Regions from separate parts of the Zea mays genome. Here region 2 is linked to region 1. Evidence: chromatin contacts called from public Hi-C data. All regions are on one chromosome and are shown on one strand. Each heading gives the region's core, a stretch centred on a gene start, on an enhancer-like site or on the middle of the called end of the contact. The rest is flanking DNA. Distances are from core to core; before and after follow the strand shown. Region 1 holds the start of LOC100303855. Region 2 holds the start of LOC100275762.

The links. A called contact is a pair of places that touch in the nucleus more often than the background predicts.
Region 2: a contact with region 1 is called in a Hi-C map of tassel, with 1.9 times the contacts expected there. The contact joins the promoter of LOC100275762 here to the promoter of LOC100303855 in region 1. A contact is called at or near these places in 6 of 25 Hi-C or Micro-C datasets (bundle sheath, ear, leaf and 1 more) and 1 of 3 datasets of contacts at active chromatin or transcription factors (leaf).

What each region holds. Positions count from the first base shown.
Region 1 is chr9:66,547,076-66,554,757 of Zm-B73-REFERENCE-NAM-5.0, reverse strand. LOC100303855 reads right to left here and starts at 4,915. Exons shown (of 1, transcript NM_001165472.2): 1 at 3,776-4,915. The coding sequence starts at 4,769. The coding sequence ends at 4,344.
Region 2 is chr9:66,746,753-66,754,434 of Zm-B73-REFERENCE-NAM-5.0, reverse strand. It overlaps LOC100275762, which reads right to left and starts at 3,263. Exons shown (of 4, transcript NM_001352590.1): 1 at 3,065-3,263; 2 at 2,890-2,937; 3 at 949-1,103. The coding sequence starts at 3,125.

The sequences.
Region 1 (7,682 bases), core at 3,666-6,165:
AAGAGTATCTAGAATTGCTATGAATGTCTTTCATTGGAAATATATGCTCAAAGAAAGTAGCATCACGAGATTCCATAATAGTATCAACATACACATCAGGAACTTCAGATTTAACTACTAAAAATCTATATGCTATGCTACACGAAGCATATCCAAGAAAGACACAATCCACTGTCCTTGGACCAAGCTTGCGCTTTTTATTAATTGGTACATTGACTTTCGCCATGCACCCCCAAGTGCGCAAGTATGAAAGTGATGGTTTTCTCCCAACCCACTTCTCATAAGGGGTTTTCTCTTCTTTGCCCATAGGAATTCTATTCAGAACATGACATGAAGTCAGGACTGCCTCCCCCCACCATGCCTTAGATAAACCACAAGTGTCTAACATGGCATTCACCAGGTCAGTCAACGTACGGTTTTTTCTTTCAGCAATCCCGTTTGACTCGGGTGAATAGGGAGGAGTCCTCTCATGAATAATGCCATGTTCTGCACAGAAATCATCAAAGACTTTGGGAAAGAACTCGCCACCACGATCTGATCTAAGACGTTTGATCTTTCTCTCTAGTTGGTTTTCAACCTCAGCCTTATAGATTTTAAAGTAGTCTAAAGCCTCATCTTTAGTTTTTAGCAAGTATACATAGCAAAATCTAGACGCATCATCAATCAATGTCATGAAGTATCTCTTACCACCTTTTGTCAACACACCATTCATCTCACAAAGATCAGAATGTATGAGTTCTAGCGGTGCCAGGTGTCTCTCCTCAGCAGCCTTATGAGGCTTTCGAGGTTGCTTCGATTGCACAAAACTATGGCACTTAGAACCTTTGACTATGGTGATATTCGGAATTAAACTCATGGTTGCAAGCCGAGACATAGAGCCAAAATTAATATGACACAAACGAGAATGCCAAATACTCGCAAGATCATCAACATTAGCACAAATATGGTTCACAGACTTATTATTGAAATCTAACAAAGAAAAGCGGAACAAGCCTCCGCAATCATAGCCTTTACCAATAAATTGTCCAGACTTGGACACAACTAATTTATTGGACTCCAAAACTACCTTGAACCCATCTCTACATAGAAGGGTTCCGCTAACGAGATTCTTGTGTATAGAAGGGACATGATGCACGTTCTTCAGCTGCACGATCTTTCCCGAAGTAAACTTCAGATCCACCGTGCCAGTGCCATGAACAGAAGCATGTGACCCATTCCCCATTAGCACGGAAGAATCCCGGGCGCCCTGATAAGAAGAGAACAAGTTGATGTCAGAACACACATGAACATTAGCACCAGTATCAAGCCACCAGCTAGGTGATTGAAATACTGAGAAGATGAAAGGTAAATTATCATACCCTTTGTCTTCCTCATTGCTAGCGACCACTGTGTTGACATTGCCCTTTTTGCCACGGCGATCCGCTCGATCGGGACAATCCTTGGCAAAATGACCCGCCTCGCCACATGCGAAACATGTCAATTCAGCCTTGTTCTTCTTCTTCTTGAAGTTGGTAGTTTTGTTGGGCTTGTTAGATTTTGGCTTTCCTTTCCCCTTGTTGTGGTTCCTTTGAACCATGTTGGCGCTGGAGTTGCCCTCGCCTCCTTTAGATCCCGTGTCCTTAGCCCGAGCTTTCTCCTCAACATCTAGAGACGCTATCAGATTTTCAACTGATATCTCCTGTCTCTTATGTTTCAGAGCTGTGGCGAAGTTCCTCCATGTAGAAGGCAACTTTGCAATAATGCACCCAGCCACAAATCGGTCAGGAAGGACTATCTTAAGGTGGTCGAGTTCCTTGGCTATACACTGTATTTCATGAGCTTGCTCTACAATAGAGCGATTATCAACCATCTTATAATCATGAAAGCTCTCCATGATATACAGGTCACTGCCAGCATCTGATGCACCATACTTAGTAGTAAGTGCATCCCACAACTCTTTCCCGTCTGTGTACTGCATATTCGCATCAACCAGACGGTCAACAAGGGCGCTAAGAACGGCTCCCGTGAACATAGTATTGGCATGGTCGTACTCTTTCTCCTGTTCAGGAGTCAGTGGACCCTCAGGTCTGCCTTTACTAACATGGAAGACATTCATAGCAGTAAGCCAGAGCGTGGCCTTGACTTGCCATCTCTTAAAGTGCATACCATTAAACTTTTCTGGCTTCAGCGCGTCGGCAAAAGCAGCCATAGAAAAACTAGGAAATTGTCTACAATAAGGTTTTTGGATTGTTGAATAATTAGACAAATTCCAAATTAAATTCTGAATATAAATCATGACCAAATCAGAAGAACTGAAATAAAAGCCAAATCAGATGATGCGTACTGATTAGACTTACTGATTGTTGGCGCGCGCCAGGATCAGCTGGGTCGATGATGTCAGAAGATCACGAGCAGTCGCGTGAAGACGCTTCCCAAAAACCTTATTCGCCCTCTCCCGGTGCAGGATCTAGAAGACGAAGGGTTCCGGAGACCTGCTCTCCTGATCGCAGATGCACCTCTGCGGTCGGGACGAAGGGAACTAAAAGGCGGCTCAGCTATGAAGAGAGGCGAAAGCGAACTGGGATCTGGGGATAATATGGAGGCTGGCTGCCGGGCTCCTTTTATAGGGCCGAGTCCGCGACCCCGTGCTTATCCGCCCACGAAAATCTCGCAATCAGGTAGCCGCGCCCCCGCAAGGCGAGGGTCCGGATTTCGGCGGACCATTCACGCGCATGTCAAACGTTATTTGGATGAATACCTCACATAAATCCTAACATATTACTCATTCAAATTCAATAACTGTTATTTGGATGAATACCTCACATATATACACACGCACACGTTCAAAGCTGAAAAGGGATTGATATAGAAATATGTTGCCCTTTTGCACCACAGTTTCACAGAAAAAATAAACACATCCATGTCAAACGTTGGAACAGGAGCCCCTGAATTGTGGGCAGCAAAATCCAGGGGAGCACTAAAAATTTGGACTCGACATGCGGAGGGGGTCAGCCAAATTCTTCCTGGATCTTGTAAGAAAACCGCTTTCCCTCACGTGCTCGGTCCAGGTCTCCAGGATAAAGGATTGCGGTATGGTGTGCGTAGGAGAAGGAGCGTACGTTACTGCACTGCCGACCGACCGCTGCTGGCGGCGGCTATGGCGACGGCCGAGTCTACACGTACCGGGCGGGACCGGGACCGGGACGCCGGCGACGGTGACGTTCGTGGTCGTTTTGCTTGGTTGTTGGGCTCGCCATGGGAAGGCAACGACGCCGTGGATTAGTCAGAGGCAGAGGTTAGTGAGACTGGGGCCAGGAGAGGGAGGGAAGAAGCGTCGTTGTCGCGGTTGAAAAAGCGCAGCCAGTGAGACGAAGACGAGACCACCGTAACATCACATCCTCCCAACCGTTCCGTCCCGCTTTCCCGGACGTTAACCATGGTCTATCACCAATCCTTTTGCAGGGACACAGTAGACAGTAACCAATTACGCCTGTACTGTATGCAAAAATTTGACCTGCCTAACTATATCCTCGTCCTCGGGATACGTGTTGGTAAACTCGATGGAATTAAAAACTCAGGTAACGGAGACCGACCTATATATGCTACGAACTGCATGCAAATCTCTCGTTTCTTCCACAACCACAGCACGGGGGTCAGGTCACAGGCCAGGCGACAAAAATTTTTTGTTGGTTACTACGTCTTTGTGTGGAGCAGATAGCAGAGGGGGATAATTGCCAAGAAAATTTGCTACTACGTCACAGCAATGGCCACAACTTGATCGTCACAACAGCAGATTCGAGCACACCAAATTCATATTCATCTTCATTAGAACGTTACTCACGGTTCCAAACCGAAGTGAAAGCACTGTCCCAAGTCTTGACATCTAGCGAGCAGGGTGCTCCTCCTACTTAGGAAGAATCAATCAGATTCAGGACCTAGTCAGAGGAGATTATTACAGACACAGAGGGCTTCAGATGCCATCTCATTCGCACCGCTATTTACGAAAGATTATGATCTAAGTAACAGCGCAAAAAGGCAAAAAGTGAAAGAAGATGCTAATTGGCTGAGCTGCACTGCACAAGAGACCTAATTAACATCTCGATGATCTACAGAGTAACATAGCCCATCTGATGGATCATCGTCCCTCCCTCCAGGCTCCAGCCTAGTAGCAGAGTTGTAACAAGGCCAGTCCCTTGTTAAAAAAACACAACAAGAATTTAAGCCTCTCCCTGACTCCGATCCATCGACGGCCTCCATCTCCACCGATCCAGACCAAACATCAAGAAAGCAAGCGACAAACCTACAGGCATGGACAAGATCTGAATTCAAGGAGCCGGTCCAGCGAGGACATGCTCAGGCCGGTATCAGCTTTGGGTCTCCGAGCTCTCGAGGATGCTCTCGAGGCGCGGCCGCCAGCCGGCCTTGTTGTCGCCAGCGAAGGAGCCACCGCCGCCGCCAGCTCCCTTAGCAGCCTGCATGTGCTGGAGCACGTCCTCGAGGCGCTGCTCGCCGCTCTTGAGCTGCGCCATGAGCCACTCCAGCTCGCCGCGCGTCAGCACGATCTTCACCTTGAGGCCCTCTGCGGGCGCCGTCACCCCCGGAGCCACGGCCACCACCTCCTGCACCAGCTGCTCGGAGACGGAGTGCATACCCACCACCTCGTAGCCGTCCTCCTCCTCCTCCCGAAGCAGCTGGCTTATCCTTCTTATCTCCGAGAGGCTCTCTTCCTCCTCCGGCAAAAGCATGCCCCGGTGACTCCGCTTGGAGGCCGTGTTGAGGCAGTTGCCCATGGCTTGGCTAACGGACGGAAAGGCAAACGACGACAACCACAGAAGAGGTGCGAGGGGCCTTCCTTTGGTTGGTGTGTAGTGACTAGTGAGCAGTAGTAAGGAAGGTGAGTGAGCAGAGAGCAGGGGTGGCTGGTTTGTTTGCCTAAGAGATGGGAGGCGCGGCCGCACGGGGCGTTTTATAACGCCGAGATCTGGTGGCTGGTGGTGGCGCGCGCGCCTGTAGCCGCCGTGCGTGGTGGCATGGGGTCCGCGTCAAAAGGGCAATGCAGCGGCGAAAAGGGCCGGGGGATAGCATGCATCGACAGCGTGGTGGTGCGTGCACATGGAGGGGTCGCCTGAGGCACCGGCACGAGGCTTTTCCTAATCATACCGGCCCATCTGCTGCTGGCTGGTCCCGCTCCGGGTCCAGGCCGGTCGGTCGTTTGGCAATGCAAAGGCGAGTGGTCGAGGGAGCTTTGTTTCCTTTGGTTAGCGTCTAGGTCACTAACGCGCACATACCACAACTCCGTCGCGCCCCGGGCTCTGATTATAGGTTGGCACGCAGTGCCGGCAATTCCAGGCACAACTGCCTGCCGGACGCATGCTGCGCGCGCTGTGCGCTCAGTATGTGGTCCCCTACAATACACCGAAAAAGGAGACTATAGCAGATAACCTCGCAATTTGCCGGGCACTAGAGTAAAACGCTACAAATCCGATAGCTCCCTTATGTCCGACGGCTGCTTATAAGAACGTCGGACATAAGCTTATGTCCGACGGCCTCTGGCAGCCGTCGGACATAATTTATAATATCCAAGGGCTAGCAGGCGGACCGTCGGACATAAGCTTATAACCGACGATCTCCTAGGGGGCCGTCGGAAATAACAGATTTTAACCGACCCCCGCGCCCGCGTCGGTTCATTTCTCTCTCTCTCCCGTCGCTCGTGCGTAGCCGCCGCCGTCGCCGAGCAGCCGCCGCCGTCTCCCGGCACGCCGCCCAAGCTTCTCCCGGGGACCTCCAGCCCCGTCCCGACGCCCAGCCCGTGCCCGATCCTCTGTCCACGTCGAACGACAACTCCACCGCCGTCCAAGCAACACCGGAGCCACCCCGACGCCGCCCACGGCCGCCGGAGCCTCTGCCCCCTTCCCCGACGCCACTGGCGCTCGCCCCGACCCCGCCGGCGCTCGCTTCACCGGCTAATCATCCGGCAAAGTGAGCAATTTTATAATGTTTAGTATAATTTTGTATATGCATATATATTGTTTGGTAGTAGTAATGTTTAGTTTTGTTATGTCCGATGGCTTAATTTAATTATGCAATTAAATTAGCTTGTTTTAATTTATTTATTAGCGGTATATAATTTAAACTTTTAATTTCCGAGGGTAATTATTAAGCCCTCGGAAATAAGGTTGTTTTATTTGATTTAGGGTCCAGTGAAATGATTTTTTTGTAGTGCTATTGTATTAGTGTGGTTAATTAGTAATCATAACTAATTAAGTTAACGTCTCGTATCTAGTATGGAGGAGGATCGTCGATGGATGTATGAAGGTTGGAAGAAAAGAGGTGCTCTATCAAGTGAGTGGGTTGCCAAGACTCATGCTTTTCTCGACCGTGCTTTTGCTCGGTCAGAGACTGGAGCCGATGTTAGGTGCCCTTGTAGCAAGTGTCAGAACATTAATTTCCTTGACAGGAGGACTATGTCGATAGATATTTGCAAGAACGGTTATGTGCCAGGCTATGAGGTGTGGGTGCACCACGGTGAGGACCCACCTCGTATTGTATCGGAATTTCAGTCACATGAAGAGGGGGACTACGATAGGATGGAAGAGATGCTTGACGATGTACGCCATGAGATTCTAACCGTCGATTCGGAGAACCCCGGTCAACCCATCGATTATGAGGATCCAGCTACACCTGAGGTTCAGAAGTTCTTCAAGCTCCTTAAAGCTGCCGAAGAGCCGTTGCATGAGCACACGAAAGTGACTGTCCTTGTATTTGTGACTCGACTTATGGCTATTAAGTCTAAGTTTACATTCTCAAACAACTGCTACAAGGAGCTATCGAACTTGATCAGTGATGTACTTCCGGAGAATCATAAGATGCCAAAGGACATGTATCAGTCCAAAAAGTTGCTCTCTGGGCTCGGTATGGACTACGAAAAAATCGATGTTTGTGAAAATAATTGTATGCTTTTCTGGAAGGAGTCCGCGAGTGAGAAGAAGTGTACTGTATGTGGTGAGCGTAGATTCGTTGAGGTTGAAAATGACGATGGTTTGACCGTGACGACGAAGATTGCACGTAAGTAGCTTCGTTACATGCCTCTTATACCTCGGTTGAAACATTTGTTCATCTCCAAAAATACAGCCAGACACATGAGGTGGCACAAAGAAGGGGTACGTGAGAATCCAAATGTCATGGCACACCCAGCTGATACAGATGCATGGAAGACACTAGATGCTTTTGATTCCAGCTTTACTGATGAAGTGTGGAATGTCCGCTTTAGTTTAGCAACAGATGGTTTCTCGCCTTTCAATCTAACTGCAACGTCCTACTCATGTTGGCCCGTCTTTGTTGTTCCATACAACCTTCCACCAACTCTTTGCATGAAATATGAATTTATTTTCTTGTGTCTTGTAATACCTGGTCCGGATCATACTGGAACAAAGATCGATGTGATGATGAGACCACTCATTGAAGAATTGAAAATTTTGTGGGAAGGAGTCGAGGCGTACGATTGTTACAAGAAACAGAAGTTCAACCTGAGAGCCGCATTTTTGTGGTCTATTCACGATTTTATGGCTTATGGTATCTTTGCTGGATGGAGTTGTCATGGGATTTTGACATGTCCGATATGCGTTGAAGACACTTTATGCTTTCGACTAAAGTTTGGTGGAAAGATATGTTACTTCGATTGCCATAGATGTTTTTTGCCAGAA
Region 2 (7,682 bases), core at 2,014-4,513, 200 kb before region 1:
GTTGTAGAATGACAGTGCTGCTAGGGGATGACCTTGTCCTTAGTTGTTGGGGCGAAGCGAAGGTTTCACTTCGAAAGTTTCTAGGAAAACATCTTTTCTTAATGTTAAAATAGTTCCTAGCCATTTACTAGTGATTTTTTGTATTGTGTGGCCCGGAAAACAGACATACACTTTGTCAAGCAGGCAACAGGATTTTGCAAATTTGTAATAGCAGATAAGAAATTTGTCCCATTTCTATATGCACAGATCTCAAAGTAAAATCACTAGTAGTAAAAGTGGGAGCCTGTCAAGGTAAAAAAATAAGCATGACCATTATTGGAAAGCAAGATAAAGATTGATTTAAGGGGAAGTGGCATTGAAAGCATGGTTTAATACACAGTTACAATATCAATAGTTTTTCAGGCATTGAGAAAATGTCAAATTTCCATGGTCTTGACATGGGCACAAATGGAGTTAACTTCTCTGGTCAGTATTATATTTTACTCCCTCTGTATCAAAATAAAATTCATTTTAGGCCAATGATGGATTCATCAAAGACTTGATGGATGTATTTTATATGTGTCTACGAGGGGATTTTTTTTTAACCACGGCCTGAAAATTCCCTCCCACGAGGAGTCGAACTCAGAACCTAAGGAGTGCTACTCAAACCACCTAACCGACTCGGCTAGAGGCCCTTTCGCAACTTTAGGCATTAAGATGACAAGATTTTAAGCAATAAACTAAGTTTTTCCATCTAGATTAAGCATGCATTTTGCCATTAGCATTAAGATTGTACTTTTGCCTATAAGTTCCATGCATGCCAAATGGTAACATTACAAACAATATGCAAATTTGGTGTATAATTTATATGGATTGAAATCAAACAAAATGAATTAATTCAATAAACCAGATGCTAAGAACAAACATAGCATTGCATTCATATTCAGCTTCTGTGAACAAAAGGCATACCATAATAGCCTCAATCTCTTCTTCAGTCAGAGGTTTACGCTTAGGAAGGAGTGAAGCTTGACCTCCTACAGCAGTATGCGACGGTGGGGAAGGCACATCTGAACTAAAGCGGTAATTTTTAATCCCTCCAGAAGATGGTGCCTCTGCTTTAGCCCCTATGAAAGAAACATATTGTTATGCGGACTATTTTCCTTCAGAATTATGAGATGATTAAATAAGCATTCGACACACCATATGCATTCATCCCCCTAGCAATATAAGTACTACCAACAATTCAAAATGTAAACAGAAGTAAGGTTATTCGTGGTAATAGTCATAGATCTCACATGGACAAGTGTATCTGTGCATGTTATTCAAATTCACAAAACATCCAGATATAGCACTCTATAAATTCATAGTAAGAAATTATTGAAGGGTATTTGTGCAAGGGGAAACAGGGTTGGGGAGGCATAAATGCATCATGCAACATTCAGTATATGTTATTCAAGTGTGTCAAAAGATTTGACAAGCCAACAGTTGGTTACTTTGAGCAAATTTGGGGACAGTTTGTTTTGGTGGGAAATTTTGGCTAGCTTTTAGTTCATTTGATGGCCAAGGTCACCAAAATCAGGGCCACAAACTTGGTGACCATAATTTTGGCTAGCAAGCTAAACTTTGGCCTGTTTAATAGGTGGCAATCTTGGGTGCAAAATCAAACAGAACATAAGATGCTGGGTTGAGATCAGATGAAGGTGTACACAGCAAGCAAACAAGTGGCTATGCAAGACTGCAAGGGACCTATGTATAATTAGAAACACCCAAACACCAAGTTGCAACAAATGAGGCTGGATGCTCTAGTGCAACCTCAGCACAAAGGGAATGCTAGATGAGGAAGATTGTTTTTTCCAGATTTTTAGTTTTGGAACTGGTTCTAATAATCTGAAATTTCAAGGGCAAAAGGTTGATAACTGAAAAGTTAACGGCAGTAAGAGCATTCTGAGACAGAGTGTCCTCTATAAACCAAATACTCCCTCCGTCCCAAAATATTAGTCGCTTTAGCCTTTGATTTTTATGTCTATGTTCAAATGGATGATAATAAATCTAGACAGATATATAAAACAAATACATTAATTATTGTATGAATCAACTAAAAAGGTAAAACGGATTTTATTTTGGGACGGAGGGAGTATTTAAAAAGATCAACTGAGCACTAGTAGCCATACATCTGAACACAGCACAGTTCTTATGACAAATGACCACCCAACACAACTAAGAACTTGCTCTGAAGTCTGAACACAATATAGCTCTATGAATCTGACATACAGAACCGCTCATTATTTGTTAAGGACATTAAGAATTTGTCTCACTACCACCTATCCCAACTATAACAAAAAATTTAATAGGCGTCAATAAACAAAAAAATAGTGTAGACACTTGCTATAACCAGCAGTGACCATAGACCCGAATGATAAAGCTCAACCCTTCCTTTTTGCAAGCAAAGCCCACAGAAAGCAAACTAGAGCTGCAAAACAATGCAGTTGAATGAATCATACACAAATCACCACAAGCAAGTCCGGGTCCCATCTGTTAAGTTAAGGCCCTTATAGATCTCTGGTCCAAACCTCCCATCTTGGCATCTGAATTCCAAATCTACACACAGTTCCTACTAGCAGTAGTGAACACATAAACATAAGTATGGTTCCATTTGGCTTGCACCATTCATCACCCTAGGCCACATCTCCACGTTCCTTCCCACATACATATGCCACAAAATCGATGCAACTCAATGTAGGGATCAACGAATTCGTGCAGAATAAAAGACGTAACTAGGCGTGTGCACACTCACAAATCACAAGGCGTGTGCACACTCACAAATCACTACTCAAATCAAATTAAAAAGGCGAGCCGAATTCACCCAAGTACTGCTTCGCTGAGCAAAATTCTAAGCGATCTGGTTCTTACCCAACCGGGACATGAGGGTCGCGTGCTGATCTGCGGGTTGCGACGGCACTGTAACAAAGGAGGAATGAATATTAAATCGAGAATAGGTAGAAACATCGAGAGAAATCCTCCGACAAACTGGACTAGTAAACACTATAGAAGAGGAGAATACTGGGGTAATCAAAACGGAGAGCACCTGGCGCGGATGGGGCTTTCAGATTCCGCTTGGGGAACTTGATCAGAGGGATCCGCGGCATCTCCTCGTCCGGATTGGAGCGACAGAATTTACTGACTTCTTCCGCTCCCTCGCCGGATGTATGCGTCGCCAACGGAGAGGAGAGGCCAAAAAAAAGCAGGGGGGCACACCGCCGCGTCGGGTTGAGGATTGAGGAGTCTAAAGCCATCCTGTTTTTCGTTTAGCTTTTTTCTAATTAGCTTTTCTGAAAATCTAGCTAGGGAGAATCTGGCTGTGAAGAGAATCTGAGTATCATTACAATTACGTATGGAGGAAGATAAAATTGTTCATAGGGCTCAGGATCTCGAAAGTGACGAATTCATACTATTACAACGACTCAATCGATTATGTGTTTATGTTGATTTTGGATGGTTTTTTGCCCAACGAATTTTATAGAAGCTAGCTGAAAAGCTGAGCGTTTGGCAGTCCGCAGCAGCTTTTGGTGGCCAGAAGCTGCCAGAAGCCGAAACAAACAGGGCCATACTCGGGTTCGTCGCTCAACGCTATACTGGAGTCTGAATATTTGGATTTCTTTTGAGATTCTGGTGGTCAAAAGCTGGAAGCTAAGGCTGGCTCCAACAAGACCCTCTAAAGGGTCTTGTACCCTAAATTTAGAGGACGAAGACGTCATCTACTCCCTCCAGCAACGTCCTCTAAACGGTCCTCTAAATTTAGAGAACGTTGTTGAATCCTCTATATGTAGAGTTTCTCTAAACGGTTCTCTATCTATTTAAATACTTTAAACAACCGGTTTAATAAAACTAAAATATGTAAAATATATTTGAGAGTATGATAAATACGTATGTACAAAAATTAAAAAATTAAAAATATTTTTAATATAGGTATTTATATATAGAGGACGTGATTTAGAGGACGTTGTTGGAGAGAAAGTAGATATAGGAGATGAAATCTTTTAGAGAATACTGTAAAGGACGGATATAGAGGATGTATATAGAGGACGTTGCTGGAGATAGTCTAAACTACCAGTTTCTCATCCGGCTTCTAGAGCAAGCTTCGGGCCGAAGCGGCATCAAATACTTGTAGTGAAGTACCACCTGACACATGTTATTTTGTTACTAATACTATCGAATGTGCCATCTTCGGTCAATGTTTTTCTTTAATGAACCATAGCAATATGAACATATCATTTTCTAATTACAAGCTTGTAACACCCAAAATCCTATTTAGAGTTTCATAACTTATTCTCCCAAGAGATTAAGAATCAAAAATTCATAAATATGATTTCCTTACCTTTCAAATATTTTTCTTCCTAAAATAAATAAGTTGTAATGTTGATAGTTAAAGAAAATTTTGAGATCTAAACTTTCAAAGTAAAATTCAAACTAAAGCCTAGACAAATAGAAGGATTCCTTTAAATTATTATTGATGGAAATAATATCTGTTATGAATTATGTGTTTATAACATTAAATCATCTATTAACAGATGTTATTCCTTAGAAATTATTTTCTTAAAATGAATAATAATGATTAGTTTGTGTGTATGAATTATATATCTCAAAACATTTGCCTAAATGGATATTATAAATAAAGGACTTATTCCTTTTATGAATATTAGTTGTGAATAAAATAATTGAACAATACATAAACAAACTTATACTTGCATCATGCTGGATCTTTACTTGCTTGTGCATTTAAAAATCTTGAATTAGAAATCTAAAAAGGAAATAGAGAAAAGAAAATAAAGAAGAAAAGAAAAACATAAAGTAAAAAAGGAAAGGAAATGACGCTTGGGCTAGGGATCTCCACCCCGCCGGCCCAGCAACCATACTCAGCCGACCCACCTTGACCTCACGTCCTCACCGCACAAAGCCCACTCCATTCCCCATTCTTTTATTTTATTTTCCTTCTGTCCTTTCTGGTGTCGCTTACGTGCGGGCCCCATTGGTCAGCCATCTCTTCCTCGCGACACCTACACAGAATGGGGATCTCCTAGCTGAATTTTGATGGCCGCGCCATCCATCTCGGGAGGGTCCTCCGACCGATCTTCTCACCTCGAAGTCTGTGCGCACTCGAGAACTCGGACACCGTCACGTGTGCTGCACCTGGCGAGTTTATCCCCTACCGAAGATTCACGCGACTGTTTCGAAGAGGTCGGATCGGCCATGGCCATAGATACGGTGCTGGCTATCTCCCTCAAGCTATGGAGAGAGGGTTCGTCGGTGGGTGAGAATGGAAGCCACCGTGGTGTTCCGCTTCCTCACCACCACCCGGGCATGGGCTAGTGCCCGTTTACATTCGCCGGAGTACCACGAACACGTCCATATCCTCCTCGGGCACAAACAGCGATCGGAGGAACGATGATTTCTCACCGTAGTTGGGAATCTGCCATGATCCGCGAGTTGGTAAACATGAAAGGAATATTATCCTAAAGTAAATGATTGATATTAATTTCTAAGAAAGGTTTAAAATCAACTAAATGATTATTCATTAAATGATGCATTATATGTATTTTATACCAATGAATATGTGGGGTTACAGTTTAATAAAGAGTCATAATTTAAACTTGGGACGTCAAAGTATAAATGAAAATAAAATAGAAAATAAGAAAAGGGGATTTAATGAAACTATTTAATCCTTCCCTAAATAAATAACAAGGAAAATAATAAATAATATTGAAAATAGTAGATGTCATATTCACATTAGTTTTAGCTTTTGCACTGGGAAATTTGAAGTTGAATCAGTTTTGAATTTGAAATAGGAATCTGAAAATGTCAAGGAAACTAAAACAAGAAATTTAAAATAGAAAAAAAAAGAAAAGAGAAGAGCAATCCCGCGCTTGGGCGAGATCACCTCCCACTTGGCCCAAGGTATTCCGCAGCCACTCCACAAATCCTACACTACCGTGCGGCCCAACTCCCTTGCCTGTCACGCGCTCTCTAGCGTGTGGGGCCCTGTCGTCATCACCCACATCTCAATCAAATCGTAGCCGAGTCAGCGTGCATGGCGGGTGTGGATCTGAGCTTGGCGCCTGGTGGCCACCCCCCTTCTGGGATAAAAGCAGGTCCCTCCGCGACCTTCTCCCTGCGGGCCGCTCAACCAAAGCGCGTGGCAGCAAGAGGAGGCCGAGAACTCATCACCACAGGAGGGCAGCAGGGAGAGAGAGAGAGAGCCGATGGAAGCCGCCATGGGAGAGACCGGGGAACCCCGCCGCTCGAGCTCAGTCGCAGGATCTGGGCGACTCGCTGGGGGTACGTTGATGGTGTTGGCGGCCTCGATGTGCTCAGCTTAACGGTTGGCGTTAGAGGAATTGCTCGCCGGAGAACCATCTTCGTCGTGTTGCCGCATCCTGCCGAGGGCATCATCGAATCCTTCGCCACTGCCTGTAAGATACCCCCTAATCGATTCGCTTGTGTCTCAATTTCCTCTTGCACCGAGTCGTGGTACACAAAGATCACTAGGTCTTCGAATCCGTGCACGCTGGCAGGCTAGGCCGCCGTAGAGGCCTGTGCCGCCACCTTGTGTTGACCAGAGAAAGGTGAGGAACCGTGCACCGTCCGATTGATTATTGTGCGGTGGGGATTAGATCCGGGGGTAAGCGAATGAGAACCGTAGATGTTTTGATGAGTGGCCCAGATCAATTGTAGCTTATCGCTTTGGGGAAAACAAATCAGAGTCGTAGATCTACGGGTGTGTGGGTGAGCGAGAGCGCTAGTGTCGATAGATCCCGACCCTTGGATGGTGATCTGACGGTCCGTATCCGATATCGGTTCGATGAAATATGGATCTAATCCGAGGCATCCAGTATTGATCGGATGGCTCAGGTTTAACGATACCCCTTCGCCGCGTGCACTTTCTAAAAGAGACCCTAGGTTTTCACACATTCAACCTGCCATCCCTAGTAACTGTGCGCTGAGTCTAGAAGGTTTTGCGCAAAGACCCCCAGGATTCTGTTTATTGCGTGCGCAGTTCAAACAATTAATAAAGCAGAGAAATCAATTTAGAGAATGATTTTTTGTACAAAAGTAATTACAGAAACTTGTAAAATTCCTAGAAAATCCATATTAAGTCCAAATTGATCCATTCCAATTTCTATAATTTTGTGATATTAATGTTTATCAACTAGTGCCTCTGTTTTGACATGAAAACTATATTTAAATTAATCTCCTAATTAATCTAGTACCTAGCACATAGAACCTTCGGAAATTCATAACTTTATCGTTCTAATTCCGATTTGACTCGTTCCAGTTGCGTTAGCTTCATATGAATAATTACTATGCATTAACAATATTTATTATACATATCCCATTATTTTATAATTAGATCTATAGTTAATCGATGTTGGTTAGTCTGGTTAAACTGCTTATCATTATAGACTACTAGAATATGATATATGGTCAATTTATAACTTAGATTAAAGTTGAGATAGTTATTTATAGAATAACCTCTTATATGATTTATATTAACCAATTTATAATATAGTTTAATATTTTAATCACATAAATTTTTTATAAAATCATAACTCCTTAATCGCAACTCCGATCTTAGTAGTTCTCGATCCCACGATCTCGTAGCGACGCGTAGATCATTATTATGTAGTATGTTCTTATGTTTGGTGTGA